Linked DNA regions of Delphinus delphis: region 2 is linked to region 1. Evidence: chromatin contacts called from public Hi-C data. All regions are on one chromosome and are shown on one strand. The core of a region is the stretch at or near the end of the contact, and the rest is flanking DNA. Distances in the headings are between cores, read along the strand shown. Region 1 holds the start of DNAJA3 (DnaJ heat shock protein family (Hsp40) member A3). Region 2 holds the start of MGRN1 (mahogunin ring finger 1).

Region 1 (5,980 bases), core at 1,671-4,170:
CCAAGGCTCATGGTTTAAAGAGAAGGGCTCTAGTTTTGCTGTTAAAAGATCTTAGTTCACCCACTCACCAGCTGTGTGAACTTGGACAAGTCTTTTCACTTTTCAGAGCTTATTTTGGTGTTATTTTGTGGTGAGGGTGAGGGGTCCATTTGTAAAAATGGGAATAGCCTCTGCCCTACTAACCCACAGGGTTGTGATTGTATCAAGATAGAAAACATGAGAAAGTTCTTTGTGAGCTGGAGACTGTTCTTAGCACAGCCAAAGTTTTCCGATCTCTCCATAGCCACCAATTGCCTGAAATTGGTCCCATCGATATCTCAGGGGTGTTCAGTCCAAGTAATAATAACTCATTATCTTTTTCCCCCAAAACTGCTTCTTTCCTGGGATTTTTAGCTTGGCATGACTACTGTTTGGAGAACATAAAAAAGCATATTCGTTGTCTCGAAACAACCATCGACTCAAGATGATTCAGGAAGCACAGACCAAGGACCACTGCTGTGGAGATTTCCCAAGCTTTGTAATCTACTCGTTTAGTAACTGTATCATCTCTTGTTTTTCTATGGTGACTAGCAGTGAGAGAAAGCAGGCATAGCCCTAGGCTGCTCTCACCAGGGAGTCTTGCCAGAGGCTTCCGTGTTCTCTCCTGGACCTTTTTCCCCTCCTTTAGTAGTCACCCTCACCCACTCCATTCCCTATGGCCTCCCCAACAATCAGCCTTCCTGCTATCCCCAAAAACAAGAACACACACCCACTTTTGGTGTGGAGGATCTTCACTGTTAATCAGTGTGGGGAAGTAGATGGGGGGAGGGGCTGGTACTAAAATACAAAAAAGTGAGGAAGTTACAAAGCTGACAAAGTTTTCATATTAGTGAGCCCTCCTCTAGTTCCTAACTCACTCTGAGGTGGTAAATGAAAATCCCTTTGGCTCTTGTTCTCAGCTTTTATTCCTGAAAGCTGTACTTCTCATCCAGCACCCTCCCCGCTCCCCTTAGGTTTTGGGATCCCTTTGGGCAAGTAACTGTCTGCGTTCTCCTTGGTGTTCCAGTGCTTAGCATAGAGCCTGGGACATAGGACTGACATATATTGAGCACTTACTATGTGCCAAGTACAGTATGAAGGCTTTACATGGATTATCTCACTCTGTCCTCAGATGATCCTTTGAGGTAGTTACTATTATGCCCCATTTTAGAGAAAGGGAACTGAGGGACTTCCCTGGCGGTCTGGTCCAATGGTTAAGACTCCACATTTCCACTGCAGCGGGCACAGGTTCGATACCTGGTCAGGAAACTAAGATTTTGTGTGCCGCGTGGCGCAGCCAAAAAAACAAGAGAAAGGAAACTGAGGCACAGAGAGGTAAAGTAAGTTGTCCAAGGACACACAGCAGAGCTGGGATTCAGTCCCAGGCAGTCTGACTCCACAGCCCATAAGCTTAAGCACTATGCTGGAGACATTTAAATATTAAACAAACTCTTTTTCCCACTTCCCATCCCATGGACAGCCTTTTCCTGTTTCTCTAGAACGTCCCTTGCTCACCTCAGTCCTCTACATTTCCTAGCGCAAACTCTCAACTATTTCTTGCAGTTTACAACAGCCTCATAACTCTTCTTCGGTGGTTTTTAACCTTCTTTCAATTTCAGAGCCTGTGGAGAATTTGATTGATGAAAGCTATGGATATTTCCCCAGATTTATATCCACATACACAAAAATTTCATGTATAATGGGGGAAGGGGCAAGGAGCACAGACCATCTTAAATTCATCCATGAGCCCTCAGGTTACCTTTCTATTGTTAGGGGTGGTGGCGGTGGGAGTGTGAAAGCAGAAACCCCTCTACAGGACTTACCAGGCCAGGTTTATCTTTCCAGCCTCATCTCCAGTCATACACCCCCAAGTTTAGAGCGTACAGGGCAAGCACTTTCACATCTGCTTTTGAAGTTCTTGCTGCTTAGAATACTCTTCCCCTCCACCGCTACCTGACACACTTTTCACCAAAGTCCAACTCGAATGTTACCTCTCAGATGCCTTCCCTGACATCCCAATGCTCCCGACCTATTTGAGAAACTCGTCACCTGTGTGCCTGTAACACTGTTTATACCTACAATAGCACTGATCACATTATCTTAGTTGCCAAGGAGCCTGTCTCTCGACTCATCGTGAGCTCCTCCAAAGTAGGGATGGTATGTCATTCATCATTGCATCCTCGACATTCTAGAACGCGCGGGACACCTAATAGGTGACCAAAACGTTTATTAAATTCGTTTTCGGGTAGCTCGGCTCACATTCAGCGACCGCCAAGTTCACTACAGGTTTGGAAAAGACAAATGCGCTTAGGAGACAGCTGAGCGATCAAAGTTCTTTTCGTGGGGAATCATCCAGAGGGAGAGTGAGCTTGAGGCCTGGATCTAGGAGTAGGGCAGAGACCGCAGCCGCTTGCGCCGACGCCGGATGAGTAAGCCTCAAGCAAGGAGACCTAGGACTTAGGGTCAGGAGGAAGGAAGCCGCGCGCTGCATGCTGAGATCTGCGCTACTGACGGCCGCATTGCACGCCGGGGTTTGTAGTCCCGCCCCTTGCCGGGCCCCTCAGACCAGTTACATTCGGCTGCACTCAACCACGCCCTTATACAGATAAGGTACAGTATTGATCATCCAACACAGAATGACTAGGCTCTTCAAGGCAAGTTACCTATTAGCAGTTCTTAGAGCAAACATCATTTCGGCGTCTGCTACGAAGAAAGCGCATTGGGTGCGGACGCGCACGCGCAACGCGCGCGTGCGCCCGGGTGCGTGCGTGTGTCTCCCTCACTCCCCCCGCGAGTGAACGCAGCGGGCCCCGCCCCTAGAAGTGCCGGCTCTGCGCGCGTGCGTAGTTCGCGTGAGGCCGCCTTGAGCCGGGTGGCGCAGGCGCAGTGTCCCCGGGCCAAGATGGCGGCGCGGTGCTCTACACGCTGGTTGCTGGTGGCCGTGGGGACTCCGCGGCTGCCGGCTGCAGCGGGGAGGGGGGCTCGGCCGCCTATGGGGGGCGTGGTGGGGGCGTCGCTGGGCCGCAGTCTGAGCGTCCCAGCCTTTGCGCCTTCCCTGGGAGCTCGTGGTCCCGGGGCGCTGCTGACATTGAGACCGGGTGTCAGCCTCACAGGTGAGTGCAGGCTCCAGCGCCTGAGTGAGGGGCTCCAAGGCCTGGAAAGGAGTGACTCGCTTTGCTCCGACTACGGTGGTAGCAGGGTGGAGCGTGTCTTCTGATCTACATGCAGAATCGCTTGGGGGAGATGGGCCAGCAGTAGGCAGAGAGACCCAAATGGCTACTCAGAGGTGGTAAACGAGGGAGACCTGCGTGGAGCCTCCGGCGGCGGGGATGAAACGCCCCGCAGCCGTGAACCTTCACCTCTCTGTAAACATTTCTGGAGGCCTCTTTCCGGCCTGCCGCTGCTCTCCTGCCCAATTCCTTTCCCTTCCCTCTACCTTCTAGCCTGTAATGGAAGGGAAGAGGTAACTGCCATTCGGTGAGTACCTGCTCATGGATTAGCTGGGCACTTTGTGCTTCTTCTTACTTGATGGTAACAACAACCCTGCAAGGTGGGGCTCATCATCCCCATTTTATTTTGTTTTTGTTTTTGTTTTGCGGTAGGCGGGCCTCTCACTGTTGTGGCCTCTCCCGTTGCGGAGCACAGGCTCTGGACGCGCAGGCTCAGCGGCCATGGCTCACGGGCCCAGCCGCTCCGCGGCATGTGGGATCTTCCCGGACCGGGGCACGAACCCGCGTCCCCTGCATCGGCAGGCGGACTCTCAACCACTGCGCCACCAGGGAAGCCCCATCATCCCCATTTTAAAGAGTGGGGAACTGAGGTTCTAGCAGAGGAGTTGACCCGCCCAAGGTCATAAAGTTAGATAAGGAGAGTTGTCCCAAATCCAGAGCTGTTCTTCCATAGCTTACGCTCTCCACCACATGGTGTAAATTGAAGGACATACTGTTTTTTAGAAGTCCCTTTTGATTGACATATATACACTAATATGTATAAAGTAGATAACTAGTAAGAGCCTGCTGTATAAAAAGTAAAATTCAAAAATAAAGAAGTTCTTATCTTGGTCATTGATGCAAACTAATATATATTGAGCACTTACTATGCACCAGGCATGGATCATTTCCATGTAATAAACACTGCTATTAATTCTATTTTATAGATTAAAAAATTGAGGCTTAGATGTTAACTTGAAGAATGTCGCAAAGCTAGAAAGTAGTTGAGCCTTGATTCAAAACCTGCTGCTTTCTTAATTGCTGGAGGTGATGTTGAATTAGTATATATTAATCCTTTTAAGTGTTTAGCTATGATGGTTTCTTATGCTGTGTGTTGGGTGATTTCCCTTATAGTGAGATAAGGAAGGAAGGAGGAAACAGTGAACAACCAACGATGTGCCTGGATTGGGCTAGATGTTTGTGTTCCCTAGAATTTGTGCAAATGATATTTAAACTATAAACTTACAAAGATGATTAATTAGAGGATCCTGGCAAGGTAATTTACACAAGGTAATTTCCTATTGAGATCCAATTTTTAATACTTACATAAAAGCCAGTAATTAAAGTATCAGTAATTGTTATTACCTTGTACAGTGAACACTACTCCAGTAATGTGTGTGCGACCTGGGTGGATTATTTAATCCTTTTGTGCCTCTTATTCCTTAATTGAAAATTTTTTTATTTACAGGTATTTATTGAGGACTTGTCGTATGCTAGGTACTGTTCTAGGTACAGGGGATACAGCAGAGAACAAAGAGATTGGATGTGGTTTTGGTCAGAATGGTCCCTTTTTTTTTTTTTGCGATAGGCGGGCTTCTCACTGTTGTGGCCTCTCCCGTTGCGGCTCCGGACGCGCAGGCTCAGCGGCCATGGCTCACGGGCCCAGCTGCTCCGCGGCATGTGGGATCTTCCTCGACCGGGGCACGAACCCATGTCCCCTGCGTCGGCAGGCAAACTCTCAACCACTGCGCCACCAGGGAAGCCCCAGAATGGTCACATTTTTAAATTCTGTTCGTGCCACCTATATTTCCTCATGGATGGATGGAGCAGTAGTCTGCCCAGGTTTCCTCAGGATTATTTGGATTGATGTCATGCTGTATTTCTCAGTATGAGCAAAAGTGGTCGTTTTTAGGTTTTGCCAACGTTTTCTAATGTCAAGGTTGTTGTGAATAGAATTTGACTACATCTTTGTGCTCAATTACTAATTCCTTAGATACCTATTAAGCTAAATTAGTTCATATCACATTTGTCCAGGTTTGGGAACATTTTTTGATAATTGTGTATGTGTATGTGTGAGAGACAGACAAGCACTAAGTACTGAGCCTGGCATGGCGTGATTACTAAGGAACTGCAGTCAGCTGTCCTTTTCCCCAAGTGAGCCCAGTGCCCACAATGGGCATGTTTTGTAACAGGTGTTGAACACCTGTGAGAGGTGGCATCCTTCAAGGTGCACTGTTACCACATCTAAGGTCATCATCTCAGCTCCCAAACGTTGGTGTGTGATCTCATCTCAAATCCAGCAGTACAGTTAGATGATGTAAAAACAATTTATTTAAAAAATTTATTTATTTATTTATATTTGGCTGCATTGGGTCTTTGTTGCTGTGCGCAGGCTTTCTCTAGTTGCAGCGAGCGGCGATTACTCTTCGTTATGGTGTGCAGGCTTCTCATTGCAGTGGCTTCTCTTGTTGTGGAGCACGGGCTCTAGGCTCATGGGCTTCAGTAGTTGTGTCATGAGGGCTCAGTAGTTGTGGCTTGTGGGCTCTAGAGTGCAGGCTCAGTAGTTGTGGTGCACGGGCTTAGTTGCTCTGCGGCATGTGGGATCTTTCTGGACCAGGGATTGAACCCATGTCTCCTGCATTGGCAGGCAGATTCTTAACCACTGTGCCACCAGGGAGGTCCCTAAAAACAACACTTTAAATCTGACTTTTTCTCCCAGAATGGAAGGTAGTTATTTCACACCTTCTCCCAGA
Region 2 (5,693 bases), core at 2,040-4,539, 170 kb after region 1:
AGTCTTGACTCTGCCACTTAATGACTCTGATGTTGGGACAAGGTTCTCTGGCCCTGAGTTTCAGTTCCTTCATTTGTAGAACCCAAGGTAGCAGCTTAGAACTCTCCCAGGACTGCTCTGGGGGATTAATGCCTGTGGTGCTCAGAGCACCATTTTAGCACTCACCTCTTTGCCTCCATCTGGACCACTGTAGGGAACCCAAGCCCCATTTTACAGATAAGGAAACCGAGGCTGGAATCCAAACTTCCTTACACTCTTGACAGTGTTCAGAGCCAGTGGAAAAGAGTAGGCACCCAGTGGGCCAGCAGGGTGTGTTTCTGGCCAAGGAGGGTGGGCACTGTCCTGGCAGGGACCACTGGGGGCTTTTCTTGCTTAGGGAGGCAGGAAGTACCTTCACCCCTTCCCTCACTCTCATCTGGGCACTACTCAGTTACCTGCCTAGACTTGCTCAGCCCAGAAGGAGCTCTTCCAGGCCAGCTGGCTGGCTGGGTGGGGCAGGTGGGGCTAGCAGGAGCAAAGGTCACCCCTCTGGCCCCTATGGCCCCCCAGCCAGCTTGTTTTCCCAGGGGCAGCGGGAAGGAAAAAACAACCTTGTTTTCAGCCAGGATCAGCCTGGCTAGAGAGTGGACTTTGGATTTCTTAGCAGGCTCGGATTGGGCCTGACAGCTGGGGCCAGTAGATGGGGGGTAATGGAGGTATAAAAGGAATTTATGGCAATGCCTTCATCTTACCTGAGGTCCAGGGAGGTTGAGGACCTTGGCAAAGTTGGCATAGCCAGTTGATGGTAGGCCCAGGACCCCGGGCTCCTCTCCACCTCCATTCCTTCAATCACTCCACAGATGTGTTTATCAGACATCCACTGGGTGCCTGGCTCTGGGAGCACAAGAATGAATAGGCAGGGATCCTGCCCCCTCAGAAGGCTTGAGAAGTCGACTTGAGGGATTCATACTAGCCATGAAGTATGCCTGGGGTCTTTCTTCATGTTTCAAAGGACCCGATACTGGCTGACTGAGGGGCCTTGAGATCTGGCCACTGCCTCACTCCTGACTTCTGTTCCTGAACTCTCCTGCCTACTTGATTCTAGCCACACTGGCCTTTGAGCTCATTGATCTTACTCAGCTCCTCAGGGCCTTTGCACATGCTGCTCTCCCTGCCTGGAACCTGGGCTGCCTACTCCCTCAGCGTTTGCCTGCTTGGCTCTTACTTGTATTTCAAGTCCTAGCTTAAACGTCACTTCCTCAGAGAAGCCTTCCCTGATTCCCCTATGAATAGTAGGTCTCTCCTAGTATTTCACTGCACCTCAGTCCTTTCCCTTATAGCACCCACCACATTTTGTATTTATACACTTGTTCACCTGTAGTGTCTGTTTCCTCACTAGATGTTTCATATCTGGTGGTTTCACCATTTAATCTCTATTTCCTGGCTCTTTGCCTGTCTCATTGCTTTTCACATTGTAGCTGCATGATAAATATTTGTTGAATAAATAAGTGAACCAGCGAAGATGTTGATAGTAGAACCAGTATCAAATCAAAAAGGGCCTGTCTCCCACCGGGGCATGCATAAGCACAGAAAAATATACCCGAAGTCCAAAGCTCTATTAAGAGGAATGTTTAATTGATCAAACATCAGCCCATGGAAATGACTGCCCTGGCCCACTATCTGTAGGGAGGACATGCTCTTAGGGTTATTTTTCAGTGGGAACATCTAGGCCCTCAGTACTCTCCTTCCCTCCCCACAAGCAGAGAGACCGACAAATTGAATGCTGTGTTGGTATACCTATTTGTGTATATATGATTCAACAGTGTTATGTGATTCAACAGAAAGAAATTTAAAGTAAGGGAAGAAAGGTCACATGGGGTGGGGATGTCTTCAGGCCCATCTGGGAGCAAGAGACAGGGAATCTGGCACTGGAGCATTCCTGGTCTCTGGGGTGGTAGGGGCTGGGGGTGGCAGGGGAGTGTGGCATTAAGAGGAGTGACCTGGTTCAAATTCCAGCTTTATTACCACTTATCTACTATGCAAGCTGAGTGGGGTACTTCACTTCTTCTGGCCTCTTTCCTCTTCTGTAAATTGGGAATGAAAATAGAACCTACAACAGAGAATTAAAAGAGAGAATATGTGCATAGCCTTCAACACCAATGTCTGGCACATAGTAGGTGCTCAGTAAATGGGGATCTTGGTTGCAGGGCAGAGAGGTTAAATCAGGCTCCAAGACCTGGACTCTCCCTTATAATAACACAAGTCCCTCACTTCTTTTATTACTTTTGGCTTCCCAGGTCCCCTGAAAATAGGAAGGTTGTATTCTGGGTTCTGGTGTCTGGAAAGGTGTAGGACTCACTTTAATGTGGACTGTGGTGAATTTACCATCTGAGACTCTTAGACAGCCTCTGCCCTCCCTAGCTCCTTTCTGGATAGACAGGCTTGTCTTGGGAAGTCACTTTCTTCCTCAGAACTGCTGTTTCTCAAATGAAAAGTAGGTAGAAACAGATCCTCACCTGGCCTTACAGAGTTTTGTGTGAGTCACAAAGCCAAGAAAGTACATTGCAATCTGCGAAGAGGCTTTAACTCTAACCCTGATTCTTGTAAACTTGAGCACCCTTATGTGTGGCCCCCTCCCTTCTTTGTGCCTCAGTTTCCCTATATGTAAAATGGGGAGAGGTCTACTGCCTCCACGGGGGACTTTAAAATTATGTCTTCAAAGAATTATTCTGGACGTGGAGCCAGAGAGATGCCTAGAGTTCCGGAAAAGTTGCTTCCCTTCCCCTGTGTGCACCGCTCCAGGTAATCTTGGGTTCCATCCCAGCTCTTTGCGGGTGGCAGGTAAGGGTCTGCCCTCTGCTGGCCGGGCCAGGAGATTAAACCCAGGGAAGTGGGGAGAACCATGCTCCGGGAGATATTTCAGAGAGGGAGTAAATGGAAGGCGTTGGTTCCTAGCAAGATCTATGTATGAACAGATTATTAAAAAGCTAAAGAGTTACAATGTTAGTCTTGTGCTTGGAATGCAAAGGGAAGGATAGTTTGCAGTGTGGTTGATGGTTCCTCCCCTCTGGACTCAGGTCCATTTGGTTTGTCCCGGACCGTTTGTCAACAACTTCAGCGAGCCCGGGCGAAGAGCTTCCTGGGAAATGTAGTTCCTAGGTGGGTATCCCGCGCCGCCGCCGGGCACCCTCGGCGGCAAGGGGACTCCATTTCCCGAGGTGCCTCGGGCCCGGGGGGCGGAGGGCTGCCGTGGCGTCTGGCCCCGAGCCGAGCCGGGGGTGGGGGCTCGGAGGCCGAGCGCCCGTGGCAGTGGGCGAGCGTCCGTGCGGCCTGGTACCGGCTATGTCCGCGTGAGGACGCCTCCGGCGCCGCCGCCGCCCCCATCCCATACTCGGCCCGGCCCGCCTTGCACCATGGGCTCCATCCTGAGTCGCCGCATCGCGGGCGTGGAGGACATCGACATCCAGGCGAACTCGGCCTATCGCTACCCCCCGAAATCCGGTGAGCGGCCGCCCCGGCCCGGGTCTCGGTCCCGGTTGCGGACAGCGAGGCGCGGGCTGGAGCGCGGGGCGGGCAGGGGGCGGCGGGGCTCGGCGCACGACCCTCCTCGGAGGGTGGGCTGGGGGCTCTGCTCGGCCCGCGGCCCTTCCTGCAGCTTCCCTGCATGGAGCTCCACGCGCCCTCCATCCGAACCCCGGGGCGTGGGTCGGTACGGCGCTGACTGTCTCGTCCCGGCTGGGTGACCTTGGGTCAGTCAGCTCACTCCTGCGCGCCTCAGCTCCCTTGTATGCACACTGGGGTATGCTCAATAGGGATCCCCCAGGGTCGGCGTGAGGTTCCGGGGCGCGACGCTTGGGAGGGCTTAGCACGGTGCCCGATGCTTTGCTTGTGCTTACAAAGTGGTCATTGTCAAAAGGATTGACATCATTCCATCGCCGGTTTTCCCTTTCTTTGGTGGCTTCTTGTGAAGACCTGGCCAGTGGTTCTGGACACTATCCGTCTCGTCTGGACAGAGGCTTAGCTCTCCTGTGACCTGGCGCTTGTGTTTGGGGGGGGGGGGTCTCGGCCCAAGGAGGCATTACTGTCGGTGGAAGAGGAGCTGGGAGGCCGTGCTGGACAACCAGGGAATGGTTGGAGGGGACCTACCAGGTTCTCCAGTCTCCTTTTTTGTGGCTGAAAGACCTGAACCCCAGGGAGGAAGTGACTTTTCCAAGGTCTCCGAGCTGGATGGAAGCTCATCTGGGTACAGGACCATGAGTCAGACTACCAGACCAGTTGTGCTCATCCACACTGTTTTTCTGCCTCTGATGAGGAGTGTGGCCTGCCCTGGAACTTTAGTTTGGGTTCCTCATGCTCCATCTCCTCATCTGGTCACTTGCCTGGAAAGGAGAGAAGAAAGAGAACAGGGCATTTGGACATCATGGAGACTTTCAGACTGGAGCCTCTGATCCTGGCTTCTGAAATATCTGATCCCATCTTGTGGTCTTCTAGGCCTCACAGTTGGCCTGTGGGCATCCCCTGGGCCAGGTTTCCTCTGAGTATGGTCCAGCACCACCTGCTTCCAACAGTGGGGAAGCTTGTTTAACATGCATTTCCCAGGCCCTGCCTCAGACTTGTTGGGGTCTGCTGTGGCCTAGGAACCTGCATTTAAAACCCACTCCTAGGGTGAGTCAGATGTCCACTCAAGTTTGAGAACTGCTTCACGCTCATTTTGGAAGGTGAAAGAAGGCAAGTGTCTGGGACCACCAGAAATAAAGGGAGTGGAGACTAGCACAGTTCGGGGCAGTCAGAGGGGATGCAGTCAGAGCTGGGCAGAGGGCTCTGTTCCCTACTAGGCACGGGAGATATCCACGCCTGCTTTTTCCCAGGCACAAGGACAGGGCAGCCCAGCCTGGTATAGAGATCCCCTGGAGGCTGACATCCCCAGATCTGATGGAGCAGTTGTTTGAAGTCATCCTCTTCCATCTCTGATGTTCTTCCAGCCCGTCTTTGGCTGAGTCATCTTAGGCAAGCTGCTTAGCCCCCTGGGTCATGGTTTCCTCATCTGTAAAATGGGCTGATCCTCATACAGTGCTCAGAACAGTGCTTAGTGCCTAAGAGGTCCTTGAAAAATGTTAGCTGCTATAATGGCTCAAAAAATAAATTAAGTGAACAACTTAGACTCTAATAGCAGTTAGCAATGTCTTGGAAGAGATATCAAAAAGTTTAAGGTGGTACCTCCTGTCGCCTGGGACCAGAGCAAACCTGATGTCCCTTCAGTTGGGCATTTGGACAAAATCACAAATACAAGGCACTTACAGCACTGCTTTTGGATTCTGTTTGGTAGACCTTATTAATCAGTCAGGTCCACTCTGTGGACACCCGAGTCAACCACAATCTATTGGGGCTGGCACCCAGGTGAATACCATGGGCCACCTCGATTTTGCTGCCAGTGATTAGAGTGCTCAGCCTCTCCAGTTCAAAGGCTGTCTTTTCTGCTTCCTGTCCCTCGGGCCACCTTATTCCGGGAGGCAGTCTGGAACCTAAGCAGTACTTGAGTATGTGTTCCCAAGCATGGACTGGGGACGGAAGGGGGGTTGAGATGATTTTAGGGACCATGGACTGTACAATCAATTTATGAGACAGTTGTTATCTTTTCAGGTCTCTGTCAATTTTGTTGATTATATTAGAAAGAATCATTGGGTGCTAGTATTTTTTTAACACCTCTGTAACAC

Evidence for each region. A called contact is a pair of places that touch in the nucleus more often than the background predicts.
Region 2: a Hi-C map of lung shows a contact between it and region 1, with 2.7 times the contacts expected there. The contact joins the promoter of MGRN1 here to the promoter of DNAJA3 in region 1. A contact is called at or near these places in 2 of 3 Hi-C or Micro-C datasets (lung and muscle).

The regions. Positions count from the first base shown.
Region 1 is chr15:52,571,741-52,577,720 of mDelDel1.2, forward strand. DNAJA3 (DnaJ heat shock protein family (Hsp40) member A3) reads left to right here and starts at 2,921. Exons shown (of 11, transcript XM_060031662.1): 1 at 2,921-3,131. The coding sequence starts at 2,921.
Region 2 is chr15:52,744,018-52,749,710 of mDelDel1.2, forward strand. It overlaps MGRN1 (mahogunin ring finger 1), which reads left to right and starts at 3,290. Exons shown (of 18, transcript XM_060031673.2): 1 at 3,290-3,480. The coding sequence starts at 3,393.